Linked DNA regions of Mus musculus: region 2 is linked to region 1. A link is a contact called in public HiChIP or PLAC-seq data. All regions are on one chromosome and are shown on one strand. The core of a region is the stretch at or near the end of the contact, and the rest is flanking DNA. Distances in the headings are between cores, read along the strand shown. Region 1 has its middle 99 kb from the start of Gm13218. Region 2 has its middle 88 kb from the start of Gm13218.

Region 1 (6,540 bases), core at 1,867-4,366:
TGTTTATCTTGAAGTATTGTCAATTAAAGGCTATAGGTTTCTGGGGTCCTAATCTTGTGACATTCATCTTGCAGTACTGGCATTCTCTGGGGGAGACTGCCAGAGAGGCCCTGGCATACTGCATGTCCCTCTTCTTTCTTGCCATCTCCTTCTTCAAGCATAGCTGAGAGATAGCAGCTGATGACCGCTGCCACTTACAGTGTTTGTGCAGGCCAGTTTAAGTGTGCAAACAGAAATAACCCTGCAATCCGCATCTCAGAGGCAGCTTTGGCCGGTATCTGATCTGTGGTGTGTTCCATCATGGGCCAGCTGCAGACAATGAAAAAGGCCAAGGACTTCCTCCGCACAGATATGCCGTATTGGGTTTTCACTCCTTTCCTTGTGGATGGATGAGGACACATGAGTGACAGCCCCAAGGACCTGCACCAACGCAATGCCACTGCATAGATCCTGAGCTTCCTGGATTTGGTTCATAATCTTCCACTTAAGTGCAATGTCGGTCAGGTAAGACACAGAGCAACCGACGACCATCCCTGGCCCGTCACATTCCTTATATCTGAGCAGTCATTTCACATTTCACCAGTCCAGATCAGCTTTGCCTGGTAAAGACATTTCCAAAGGAAATCAGCAGCTTCATTTCACTTGAGTGAAAAGTTCTATTTGCTCTAATTCTTTTTCAGGTACTGGGCATTGAACCCAGGATTACACATAAGCTAGGCGAGCACTCTACTACTGAGCTGCATCCCCAGCCCTGCTATAAAGTTCGGATACCTACCCATGTGGAGCAATTACAGTCATGAAATCCATCCGGCAAGGAGGAAAGGATCAGTGGCAAATGTGCAAATGCTGTTTAAGCTCCATGTTCAGTAAGTATGTTCAATAGGTTTGCTGAGCCATGGGAGAGCCTTTCCCACTCAAATCAGCTCTCTCTTCTGTGTCTAATTTTTAGCTTTGGTTCCTTTCACTATTTGGAATTCAGGAGACTGACTGTTTCGTTTTTCCACCTTTTTATATATAATTAAAATATAATTATATCACCTCTTCTTCCCTTTCTCCCCAGTCCGCCCTGTGTCACCCCTCTCAAATTAATTGTCTCTTTAATTGTTATTGTTATATGTATATACGAATGCACGTATAACAGCAACATGAGTCCATTTAGTGTTGCTTGTATGGTATGTTTTTCAGGCTGAGCGGTTGGTATCAGAAAACCAAGTAGGGGGCTCATTACTGGGAAAGACTAATTCTTCCTCTTTTAATAATTGTTAATTGCCTGTAACTCTTCATCTAAGAGTGGAGTCGCATGAGATTTTTGCCATTCATGCTGGCATGTCAACTGGTATTCAGGTCTGCCTTAAGTAACCCTATTGTTGAGATTTCGTGGGTGTGGCTGCCTTTGAAACAAATGAAGGTTAAATAGAGAAGTGTACAATGTCTAATTTGAAAGCACATCCCGTTAGTCACCAAATTTGCCACTTCTTTCTAGCACCATTAGAAATCCGATTAAGCCCAGAGGACATCATTTCCCTGTCCACACATTGTCCTGGGACTCTCACTCTATTTTATTTTATTCTTTTATTTTTGACACAGTGTTTCTCTGTTGTCCTGGAACTCACTATGTAGATCAGACTGGTCTTGAACTCACAGAGGTTTGCCTGCCTCTGTCCCCCTGCCCCAGAGTGCTGGGATTAAAATCCTGTGCCTCCACCACTCCCTAATTTGATCTCTTGGGAGGTGTCTAGTGGCTTTGCAGAAAGAAATCCTGTATATTGAATTTGTAGGGTTGAAATTAATACTAAAAAGGTTTTTTTTTTAAAAACCAGTTTAATGTTCTCCTCAAAAGATTAGTGAACAATTATTAAACTTACTGCTATTACGTTTTCTTTGAGGTAGGGTCTCATGTGGTCCATGCTGGTCTCAAACATCGTGAATTATATGTAGCTGAGAATGAACTTAAAATCTTGATTCTCCTGCATCCATACTTCAAGTGCTGGACTGACAGGTGTAAACCACCATTCCCTGACTCGTTAAGCTTTTGACTGTCCTAAATACTTGTGCCTAACATGAGCATTAACTTCTTAATTTTTGTATTTAACTAAATGCATGCTTTGTTAATTTGGTTATTAGTTTTCTGTATTGCAGTTTAATTTTATAAGTGTGTATGTGTCCTTTCCATTTTTAATATCTTCTTTCTTCTCTCTTTCTCCTTTTGATCTTTAGTTCTTTTGTTTGTATGTTTGAGTATGGTGTATGCGTGTGTAATATATAGATGCTCCTGTGTGTATGTGCATGGAGAGACCAGAGGTTGGGGAATTGGCCGTCTTCCTTGATTACTTTCTACCTTATTTCTTTGAGGCAGGGCTTCTCCTCGACACTGAAGCTCATGTTCTAGGATGGCAGCTTGCAGGGCTATGGTCCTCCGATCTCCCCTCCAGTGCTGAGGGTGAGGTGTGTGGGAGACCATGGGCTTATGGCTTATTCCATGGGTGCTGGGGCTTTAACTTGGGTTCTTATTGTTATACAGCAAACATTCTTAATCACAAAGCCACTGCTTAGATGCTGGTGCCTCTTAGTATAGCTTTTGAATTCTTGCCTGTGTCTAGCACAAAGCTGAGGATGTGGTAGCATCCAACGTATTTGTCAGTGGAATCTCAGATGAAAATATCTCATAGCCACACACTATGAAAAAGTTTCCAGGTCTCCAGATTGTGGCAGTAGTGATTCTTGCTGTGTCTTTTCATTTGAACAGCCCCATGTTGAATTGTCATTCCCTTTGATAGGGTGAGATTTTTAAAACGTGGCAATTTTTTACTTGAGCCACATTAATTTCTCACATGGAGAGCTGTCTGCATATAGAAGCTCAACAGTGTGCCTGGGTGCCAATAATGGAAGTGACCAAAACTTCTACCATAAATTGCCAAACGTCTCTCGGAGAAGGAGATCCAAAGTCACCCTACCGCAGGGGCACTATCAATCACAGTGGGAATCATGACAGTTATTGTGGGGACTCAGAATATGATGCTTAAAAGTGTGTCACTTTGGTTCACTGCCTGTCACGTACTCACTCAAGACTGCAAGGCCTAAGGAGCAGCTTCAGAAGCAGCCTGACTCCTCCCCTCCTATTTCCTGTCCTTTCCCCCCTGCAGCAAGCCATAGAAGCCAGAACTCTGCCTCTAAGTGAGTCACAGGAACTGGAATCCCTCTTCCCCAAAGCAAGTCGCAACCACCAGAAATGCTACTTGACCTTCCAGAACCTGGGTCTCTGGGTAGAGGTCAGCCATAAGGAAATTCTCTGATCCGCCTTTGTCTTGCAGTCACAGGTCACAGGACCGACATTGCAGAGGGATTTGGCCTTATACCCAGGAGGAAGGAATTCTCAACAGGGAGGCTAAGAAGAATCTGAACAGACAGGCCCTGCTGGCTTCTCCTCCTCAGCCATCCTTTAGATCTTTCTCTTTGTGTCTAGGGACATGTCTCTTGGGTTACCTATTCTTCACAGCTCCTTGGTAGAACAGTAGATTCATTTTATGGACTCTTTGAGTCTTTCTTTCAGAAGAAGCCTCTTGGTCATGTAACACTTGGATTAAATAGTTAAGGAACCAGCCTCCCTCCCTCCCTCCCTCCCTCCCTCCCTCCCTCCCTCCCTCCCTCCCTCCCTTCCTTCCTTCCTTCCTTCTTCCTTAATTTTCCTCCCTTCCTCCTTCCTTTCCTCCTTCTCCCTCCCTTTTTCTTTCCTTTCCTTCCTTTCTTTTCTTCTTTGTACCGGAGATTGACCATAAGGCATCATGCGAGCCAGGCAACCGGTCCACCATTGAGTTATAGCCTCAGACCAATTTTTATTTTTTATTTGGACTCAGAATTTTATTGAGTTGCCATCTTTAACTCACTCTGTAGCCAAGGATGCCCATGAACTAGTGATCCTCCTGACTCAGGGTCTTGACTACTGATTGCTATACCAGACCTGGCTGTGATGAATATCTCTTCCCTTTCCTTTCTTTTGCTATCTTTCCCTTCACCCCTTTCCTTCTCTTAAAAAAATATATCTTACTTTTTAAAAAAGTCAAAACCACATTTTATTTTAGGTATAGAGTACAGTTTACATATTAAAACAACACTATAATAGAATGACTTGATATAGTTTTAATTGCAAGGAAAAAGGTATAAATCTCAGGTTCTAAATTCCCTCCCACCAGAACAAAATCACAACAACAGAAACAAAACCACCCCCCCCCAACATTTTCTAAATGGGCCAGTGTAATAAATGTATTCAGCGAGTCATCATGTCTGGTTCCTATTGCGCTAATGATCAATGGAATTAAAAAGAAATCCAGCTTTCACAATCACAAGATTAACAGGTCAGATTCCCTTGGAATGCAAAAATGCTACTTTAATATGCAGACAGTTAAATTCACATATCTCCCGCCTTGAAGGTGGGGTGGGGGAGGGTGGGCAACAATGACAGGCCCAGAAACTAGGAGAAAACTTTATGTCCTCCTTCATGACTCTTTTGCCTGCAATCCCTCCTTCCTTGTTACCTAGTATTACCTTCCCTTGGTCTCGTTCCTAAATGCTCTACTTTACCCACATTTACATATGTGCAAGGATACTATAGGCTGGGATCCTCAGACAGGGAGAGCAGTCAGCTCATCTTGTTTTTGTTTTTTCCTGAGCTTGAGACATTCACTTAGTATTATATATTCCAGGTTCATCTGTTTTCCTGTGAATTTCACGATTTTAGCTTTCTTTATAGTTGAATAATATTCCACTGAATGTCGGAAAAGGGGAATTCTTGTTCACTGCTGGTGGGAGTGCAAGTTAATACTAGGCATTATGGGATTCAGCTTGGAGGTCCCTCAAAACACTAAAACTACCCTATGACCCAGTTCTGCCCCTCCTGGATGTTCACTCAAAGAACTCTACATCTTACCACAAAGATACATATGCATCCTTATGTGTTGCTGCTCTATTCACAATAGCAAGGAAGAGGAAGGAGCTCAGATGCCCATCAACAGAGAATAGACAATGAACATATGGTACAAATTCATAGGGGAGAATTATTCAGCTATAAAGAAAAATGAAATATCTTAGAAGAAAACTCTTGCTGCTATGTATGCAAGGCTAGTCCAGAACTCATGGTCCTGGTTCAGCCTCCCAATTGCAGGGATCCTAGGCATGTAGCACCATACCCACATAGTCAATTGTTATTGTCTCTTTTGTTCATCTCTCTTTAATTGTGGAGAGGAACCACAGCTTTTCATCCTTCCAATACCAAAATCCAGTGGCTCAACAATTTTTGACAGGTGTGTGTGTTCATGGAGTATTCCTCAAGGATTTGGGCTTTTAATATAGGGAAGAGACTCGGGTCTAGAAGCATCCAGTGTGCACCATCTCCCCTTCTTCAACTACATTTCAGAAAGGTCTTTCAGTTGACTTTGTAGAGATTACAGATATTTATGTTATTTAGAATGATACCTCCGGGCATTGTAGCGCACAGTCATAGGGTAGAAGACACACCATCTCCAGGGCTAGAATTGAGTCCCCCTTTCACTCTGTGGCTCATGATTAGCAACTGAGGCCTCAGTGCTCAAACCAAGACAAGCCTCTCCCGGGAGCTCTGACTCCTTTCCTCAAAGCTGAAATTGTGGTTTTGTTCTCGAACTTTTCTGCAGTACAGAGGCAGAGAATTGGTTCCCCGTGTTGTGAAAATATGAAAGACAATCCAACAAATCAAAAACTAAAGAATCACAACTGCTTGTTCATTTCTCTCTGTGTGACATATCCTACTTTTGTCTTTTATTCTTTCTGTCCATTAAATTCAATACTGCCGATGTAACGATGTAACGATGTAACTGTTTGACTCTTAAAGGGATGGAGCCCCCTCATTGACAGGACCCTGGAATAAACCCCTTTCCTGAGGCATGTGTAACCCAGCTACTGGGTTGGTGCTGGGTATGTAATTTGCACTTGAAATTCAGAAGAGACCTGCCAATCAATTCTTGAAGCTTGCCATTGACCCAGAGATGCTGTTATCTTAAAGCTTTATCTTCTAAGACAATGCTGACTAACGGCTTTTCTTTTTTTCCTGTTTGTCCTGAAAGTATAACAAATAAGCTTAATTCTCCAAAAAGTATTCAAAAATACCTTTTAGCTCAACACAATGCTAGTTATTTCAAGAGGCTAATAAAAGAGTTGTGCAAGTTTTTATACTTTTCATTCTGTATGTATGTATGTATGTATGTATGTACGTACGTACGTACGTATGTATTTGGGTTTTTTCATATATAAGAGCACCCAGTCACATTTAATCTTGGCTTGCACCAAGCCACATTAAGTTTGTTTGCATAGAACTGATAGATCTGCCATTAGCTCTTATGGTCCCCTTTTCATCTCTCCAGTAAGCCCTCCAATTTAAGTAAGAGATTAAGCACATCCTCACCAGGGAGATCCATAGATATCATCCACCTTTCCTGGATGTAACTTCTGAGATTTGACTCCAGGCTTAAGCTGTGTTTGTTGATGGAAAAGGGTGGCTTACCAGTTCTA
Region 2 (6,540 bases), core at 1,499-3,998, 190 kb before region 1:
CACACACACACAAACACACATATACACATACACACACACACACACACACACACACACACACACACACACACACACATGTGGAGAGACCAGAGAGGTCCTCTGGTAGCATGTCCTAGGCACCATTCACCTTCTCTGTTGAGACAGTGTCTCTTGCTGAGCTGCAAGTTGCCAAGTAGGAGGCTGCAGCAACCACAGGGAATCAGCCTGTCTCCATCTCCCAAGTACCAGGACTTCACGTGTGTCACCACACCAGATCTCATTCCTACTCCTATTAGTTTTTAATGTGGGTTTCGGGGCTTGAACGCAGGTCTTCTGACTGGGCTGTCTCTCTAGTTTTAGACTGACATGTTTTCTGGGGAGATCTTTAGTGGGTGAAATATAGGTTGGTGATGCAGGGGGCTTTCCTATGAGGTCAGAGACAAGCATGTCCCCAGGATGGGCCTCAAGGAGCATATCTCCCAATGGTGTCTCTCCCTTTGCTTTCTCCACTGTTTCCTCCAGCAAATTCACAGTCTAGACTCAGCCCACTCAGAGGGCTTTATTGCTCAGTTTAAGGTAAATTCCTGTCCAAGGCTGGTTTCTGTGGTGTGCATGGGGGACCACAGGCATTTCTGTAGCTTGATCTTTGGGGAGTCGGGTTAAATACCACTTCAAGTATTCTGAATTGCTCCACCCTGAGCAATATAGTCTCTTTTGTTCTTTATCCCTTATTTCTGGCCCAGAAAAGCAATAAAGCACATATGTTTTTAGTTCCTGGTGCTGAGATCTTACAGTATTTAGAGTAGACATCTGATGTTTTCTGCTGAATGCTCTAATGCCTACACAATGAGAGTCATTGTGCGCCATTTGTTCAAGGATAACTTACCTTGTCAATGCGTTCCTTGGGGGAAAAGGATGTCACAGAATTCTGGACTTGGGAAGTGAACATCCCAGGTGACTTGTTCTTTACCTAATATGGAATGAGAGACAGTGAGTTCAAGAGAGCAGATTTCTCAGCAGGAAGCAATTCAGAAGACTAGAAGTGACACCAAACCTGATTTCCCAAAGTATCTGGCAGATAGGCAAACCATCACTGGCACCAAGCTCTCCCAAGTTTCCTCATATTTCCTGTTACCCCTCTGCCTCCTCTTGTCTTACCAAATTCTACATAACCAAGGGCCTGTTGCCTTTGTCTGTCTTTCTCTTTCTTTCTTTCTTTCTTTCTTTCTTTCTTTCTTTCTTTCTTTCTTTCTTTCTTTCTTTCTTTCTTTCTTTCTCTCCCTCTCTTCCTCTTTCTTTGTTTTGTTTTCTTTCTTTCTCTCTCTTTCCTTCTTTCTTTCTTTCTCTCCCTCTTTCTTTGTTTTGCTTTCTCTCTCTCTCTTTCTTTCTCTCTCTCTCTCTTTCTTTCTTTCTTCTGTTTTCTTTCTTTCTCTCTCTTTCTTCCTTTCTTTCCCTCCCTCCCTCCCTCCCTCCCTCCCTCCCTCCCTCCCTCCCTCCCTTCCTTCCTTCCTTTCTGGAGTCTTGTAAACTAGTATTGTATTCTTTTGTCTGACTTTGTTCAGGTTTAGTGTTTTTTGCACTCTATCTGGGTGGCGCAACCAACTCTTTGCTGTTTAGAAATGATCCATTGCACAGGCATACCACTACCTTTTCATCTGTCCACTTTTGCATGGACGCCTGAGGACATCCCAGATATTAGCTGTTATGAATATACTGAACGTGAACATCCATGCCCACATCATCATTCAGGTACTTTCATCTGAGTAAATGCTCCTTTTATTTTGTACTACTCTGCATTTAGGAAGGGTTTCTTAGTTTTTTTAGAGTGGGGGCAAAGAGGGGGAAGCATCCGACAATCTAGCTTGCTGACTGTCCACAGGGTAATGAAATTATGGCTTGGATTGAATGCAAACCCACTATCAGGATCTGTGATATCTGTTTCCAGCAACTCGGCTACTCCTCAGCCTTCCCGTTGGCTTCTCTTTAGGAGGTATGCATGGCAGTCATTTCTGCCAGGAGGAATAGTCACGGTATGCAGTGAATGCCCCTAAAACTTCTCTGAAGTAAACCATCACTCTCCAGGAGAAGATTTTATTGGAAAAGGAGCCAATTGCTGCCTCATTCAGGACTGGGACTTTGACGTGGTTGGAGTTTTCAGGCCCAGGCCAATTGTTTAACATCCCCAATTCCACAAAGAACATTAGAATTTTGACAGCAGAAAAAAGTAGAAAAGGCAGGTTGTAATTCAACTGAAAATATATTTTCCCTGGGTGACAGAGTATGGAGTTCTTCATTTTCTCACGTGAACAGATAGTTGTGACACTTAGCTTTGCACTCGGTGCTGTATAAATCAGCTCTTAAGAAGCAACAATACCCTTGCTATTGCTCATTTCTCTCTCTGAGCTCTGCTGAGATACACAGCTCTGCTCAGACAACCCTGCTGGGGCACTGCTGCAGGACTGACTCTGGGTGCCCAATGAGAACTCTCCCGTCACCTTCTACATGGTGGATGAGGTTGCAGGAGACACACCAGGTCATCTTGGGAGCCCAGCTTGGACCTGACAAAGGCTCTCTAAGTACTTACAAGAGACTACTGCTCCTCCGTCCTGGACAGGAAGCACAGAAGACGAAGTCAGCTGATGCCCTGTGCTTTTCAAGGAAAGGAAGAAAGGAGTTGAGTTCTTCTGCCAACCCGGAAGCAGCGTTTTGACTGAGCTCTTGATTCTGAGGGGGCACAGGAAGCGGATTTTAGATAAAGAAGAAACGTTTCTCCAGGCTTGCAGGCAGGAAATGGGTTTTGGTCCTGGGATTCCTCTTTTGAGCATGTGGGTGTCATGACTTCCTCTCTCTCTCTCTCTCTCTCTCTCTCTCTCTCTCTCTCTCTGTCTGTCTCTCTCTCTGTCTCTCTGTCTCTCTCTCAAGTTTTAACATTGAGAAAACAGATCTACTATTGCCCTGTTTTAGATTTGTTTTGGGGAGATTCCAATATAGGAATCAAAATTAGACTTGGTTTGTTGGGTCTTGGGAAGCATAGTCCTGACGCCACGGTTTCTGTTTACACAATGCAGAATGCTTTTTCCCAGGAGGAGATTGACACTGTCAGGCTGCCCAATTTACAGGTCAGGTCTCACCAGCTGCTAAAATAAACATTATGGTTTGACAGGCGTGGCATTTTTTTTTTTTTGGTTTAAATAATATTTCCATAAAGAAAGGGAAAAGGGATAGAGACCAAACCACCATACTTTATCAGTAGTATTATATAATTTTTTCTCTTTTTAATTTTATAAAAATCACTGGGTTATGTGCTTTTTCCAGCTTTTGATTTCTCTGTTTTGTAAAGGGCAAAATAATTCCACCTAATTATTATTATCATTACTATTTTATTTTGTTATTTGTCTATATGCGTGTGTATACAGTGTGGTGTGTGCATGCACAGAATGGCTGGCCATCAGAGGACAGTCTTGAATATGGGCGCGTAGGTATCTGAACTTTTCTTTGGGGAGGGTTTTTCATTGACCTAGAACTTCACCACATAGGCTAGGCTAGCTGGCCTGGAAACTTCCAGAGATCCTCTTGTTTCTGTCTTTCTTCTCACCATTTTTTTGGGGGGGGGTGTAGGTATGCACCAGCTTTTTCTTTTCTTTTCTTTTTTAATATTTTATTTTATTTTATTTTTATTAGGTGTTTTCTTCATTTACGTTTCCAGTGCTATCCCCAAAGTCCCCCATACCCTCCCCCACCCACTCCCCTACCCACCCACTCCCACTTCTTGGTCTGGGCATTCTCCTATACTGAGGCATATAAAGTTTGCATGACCAATGGGCCTCTTTCCACTGATGGCCGACTAGGCCATCTTCTGATATATATGCAGCTAGAGACACAAGCTCCGGGGGGTACTGGGTAGTTCATATTGTTGTTCCACCTATAGGGTTGCAGATCACTTTAGCTCCTTGGGTACTTTCTCTAGCTCCTCCCTTGGGGGCCCTGTGATCCATCCAATAGCTAACTGTGAGCATCCACTTATGTGTTTGCTAGGCCACGGCATATCCTCAAAAGAGACAGCTATATCAGGGTCCTTTCAGCAAAATCTTGCTAGTGTATGTAGTGGTGTCAGCGTTTGGAGGCTGATTATGGGATGGATCTCCGGATATGGCAGTCTCTAGATGGTCCATCTTTTCATCTCAGCTCCAAACTTTGTCTCTGTAACTCCTTCTATGGGTGTTTTGTCCACACTTTGGTCTTCGTTCTTTAGTTTCATGAGTTTCACAAATTGTATCTTATATCTTGGGTATTCTAAGTATCTGGGCTAATATCCACTTATCAGTGAGTACATATTGTGTGAGTTCTTTTGTGATTGGGTTACCTCACTCAGGATGATGCCCTCAAGGTCCATCCATTTGCCTAGGAATTTCATAAATTCATTCTTTTTAATAGCTGAGTAGTACTCCATTGTGTAAATGTACCATATTTTCTGTATCCATTCTTCTGTTGAGGGGCATCTGGGTTCTTTCCAGCTTCTGTCTATTATAAATAAGGCTGCTATGAACATAGTGGAGCATGTGTCTGTCTTACCAGTTGGAACATCTTCTGGATATATGCCCAGAAGAGGTATTGAGGGATCCTCCGGTAGTATTATGTCCAATTTTCTGAGGAACCACCAGACTGATTTCCAGAGTGGTTGTAGAAGCTTGCAATCCCACCAACAATGGAGGAGTGTTCCTCTTTCTCCACATCCTAGCCAGCACCTGCTGTCACCTGAGTTTTTGATCTTAGCCATTCTGACTGGTGTGAGGTGGAATCTCAGGGTTGTTTTGATTTGCATTTCCTTGATGATTAATGATGCTGAACATTTTTTCAGGTGTTTCTCAGCCATTCAGTATTCCTCAGGTGAGAATTCTTTATTAAGCTTTGCACCCCAATTTTAATGGGGTTATTTGATTTTTTGGAGTCTACCTTCTTGAGTTCTTTATATATATTGGATATTAGTCCCCTATCTGATTTAGGATAGGTAAAGATCCTTTCCCAATCTGTTGATGGTCTTTTTGTCTTATTGACAGTGTCTTTTGCCTAACAGAAGCTTTGCAATTTTATGAGGTCCCATTTGTTGATTCTTGATCTTACAGCATAAGCCATTGCTGTTCTATTCAGGAATTTTCCCCCTGTGCCCATATCTTCAATGCTTTTCCCCACTTTCTCCTCTATAAGTTTCACTGTCTCTGGTTTTATGTGGAGTTCCTTGATCCACTTAGATTTGACCTTAGTACAAGGAGATAGGAATGGATCAATTCTCATTCTTCTACATGTTAACCACCAGTTGTGCCAGCACCATTTGTTGAAAATGCTGTCTTTTTTCCACTGGATGATTTTAGCTCCCTTGTCAAAGATCAAGTGACCATAGGTGTGTGGGTTCATTTCTGGGTCTTCAGTTCTATTCCATTGGTCTACTTGTCTGTCACTATACCAGTACCATGCAGTTTTTATCACAATTGCTCTGTTGCACAGCTTTAGGTCAGGCATGGTGATTCCACCAGAGGTTCTTTTATCCTTGAGAAGAGTTTTTGCTATCCTAGGTTTTTTGTTATTCCAGATGAATCTGCCAATTGCCCTTTCTAATTCGTTGAAGAATTGAGTTAGAAATTTGATGGGGATTGCATTGAATATGTAGATTGCTTTTGGCAAGATAGCCATTTTTACTATATTGATCCTGCCAATCCATGAGCATGAGAGATATTTCCACCTTCGGAGATCTTCTTTAATTTCTTTCTTCAGAGACTTGAAGTTCTTATCATACAGATCTTTCACTTCCTTAGTTAGAGTCATGCCAAGGTATTTTATATTATTTGTGACTATTGAGAAGGGTGTTGTTTCCCTAATTTCCTTCTCAGACTGTTTATCCTTTATGTAGAGAAGGGCCATTGACTTGTTTGAATTAATTTTATATCCAGTTACTTCACTGAAGCTGTTTATCAGGTTTAGGAGTTCTCTGGTGGAATTTTTAGGGTCACTTATATATACTATCATATCATCTGCAAAAAGTGATATTTTGACTTCTTCCTTTCCAATTTGTATTCCCTTGATCTCTTTTGTTGTCGAATTGCTCTGTCTAGGACTTCAAGTACAATGTTGAATAGGTAGGGAGACAGTGGGTAGCCTTGTCTAGTCCCTGATTTTAGTGGGAATGCTTCCAGCTTCTCGCCATTTACTTTTATGTTGGCTACTGGACTGCTGTAGATTGCTTTTATCATGTTTAGGCATGGGCCTTGAATTCCTGATCTTTCCAAGACTTTTATCATGAATGGGTGTTGGATTTTGTCAAATGCTTTCTCAGCATCTAACGAGATGATCATGTGGTTTTTGTCTTTGAGTTTGTTTATATAGTGGATTACATTGATGGATTTCCATATATTAAACCATCCCTGCACCCCTGGAATGAAACCTACTTGGTCAGGATGGATGATTGTTTTGATGTGTTCTTGGATTCGGTTAGCGAGAATTTTATTGAGGATTTTTGCATCGATGTTCATCAGGGAAATTTGTCAGAAGTTCTCTATCTTTGTTGAG

Evidence for each region. HiChIP or PLAC-seq counts read pairs in DNA pulled down with a chosen protein or histone mark.
Region 2: an H3K27ac HiChIP or PLAC-seq map of regulatory T cell precursor shows a contact between it and region 1, with 2.7 times the contacts expected there. The contact joins two enhancer-like sites. A contact is called at or near these places in 1 of 484 Hi-C or Micro-C datasets (epidermal suprabasal cells) and 1 of 115 datasets of contacts at active chromatin or transcription factors (regulatory T cell precursor).

The regions. Positions count from the first base shown.
Region 1 is chr2:9,490,532-9,497,071 of GRCm38.p6, reverse strand. No RefSeq gene overlaps it. Among named protein-coding and RNA genes, the nearest start is that of Gm13218, 99 kb to the left of the region's middle. Within about 2 kb of position 3,116, at least 45 of the 459 cell types and tissues checked have an H3K27ac peak or open chromatin away from gene starts, as enhancers often do. A contact at or near this core is called in regulatory T cell precursor, where this site is marked.
Region 2 is chr2:9,677,964-9,684,503 of GRCm38.p6, reverse strand. No RefSeq gene overlaps it. Among named protein-coding and RNA genes, the nearest start is that of Gm13218, 88 kb to the right of the region's middle. Within about 2 kb of position 2,748, at least 47 of the 459 cell types and tissues checked have an H3K27ac peak or open chromatin away from gene starts, as enhancers often do. A contact at or near this core is called in regulatory T cell precursor, where this site is marked.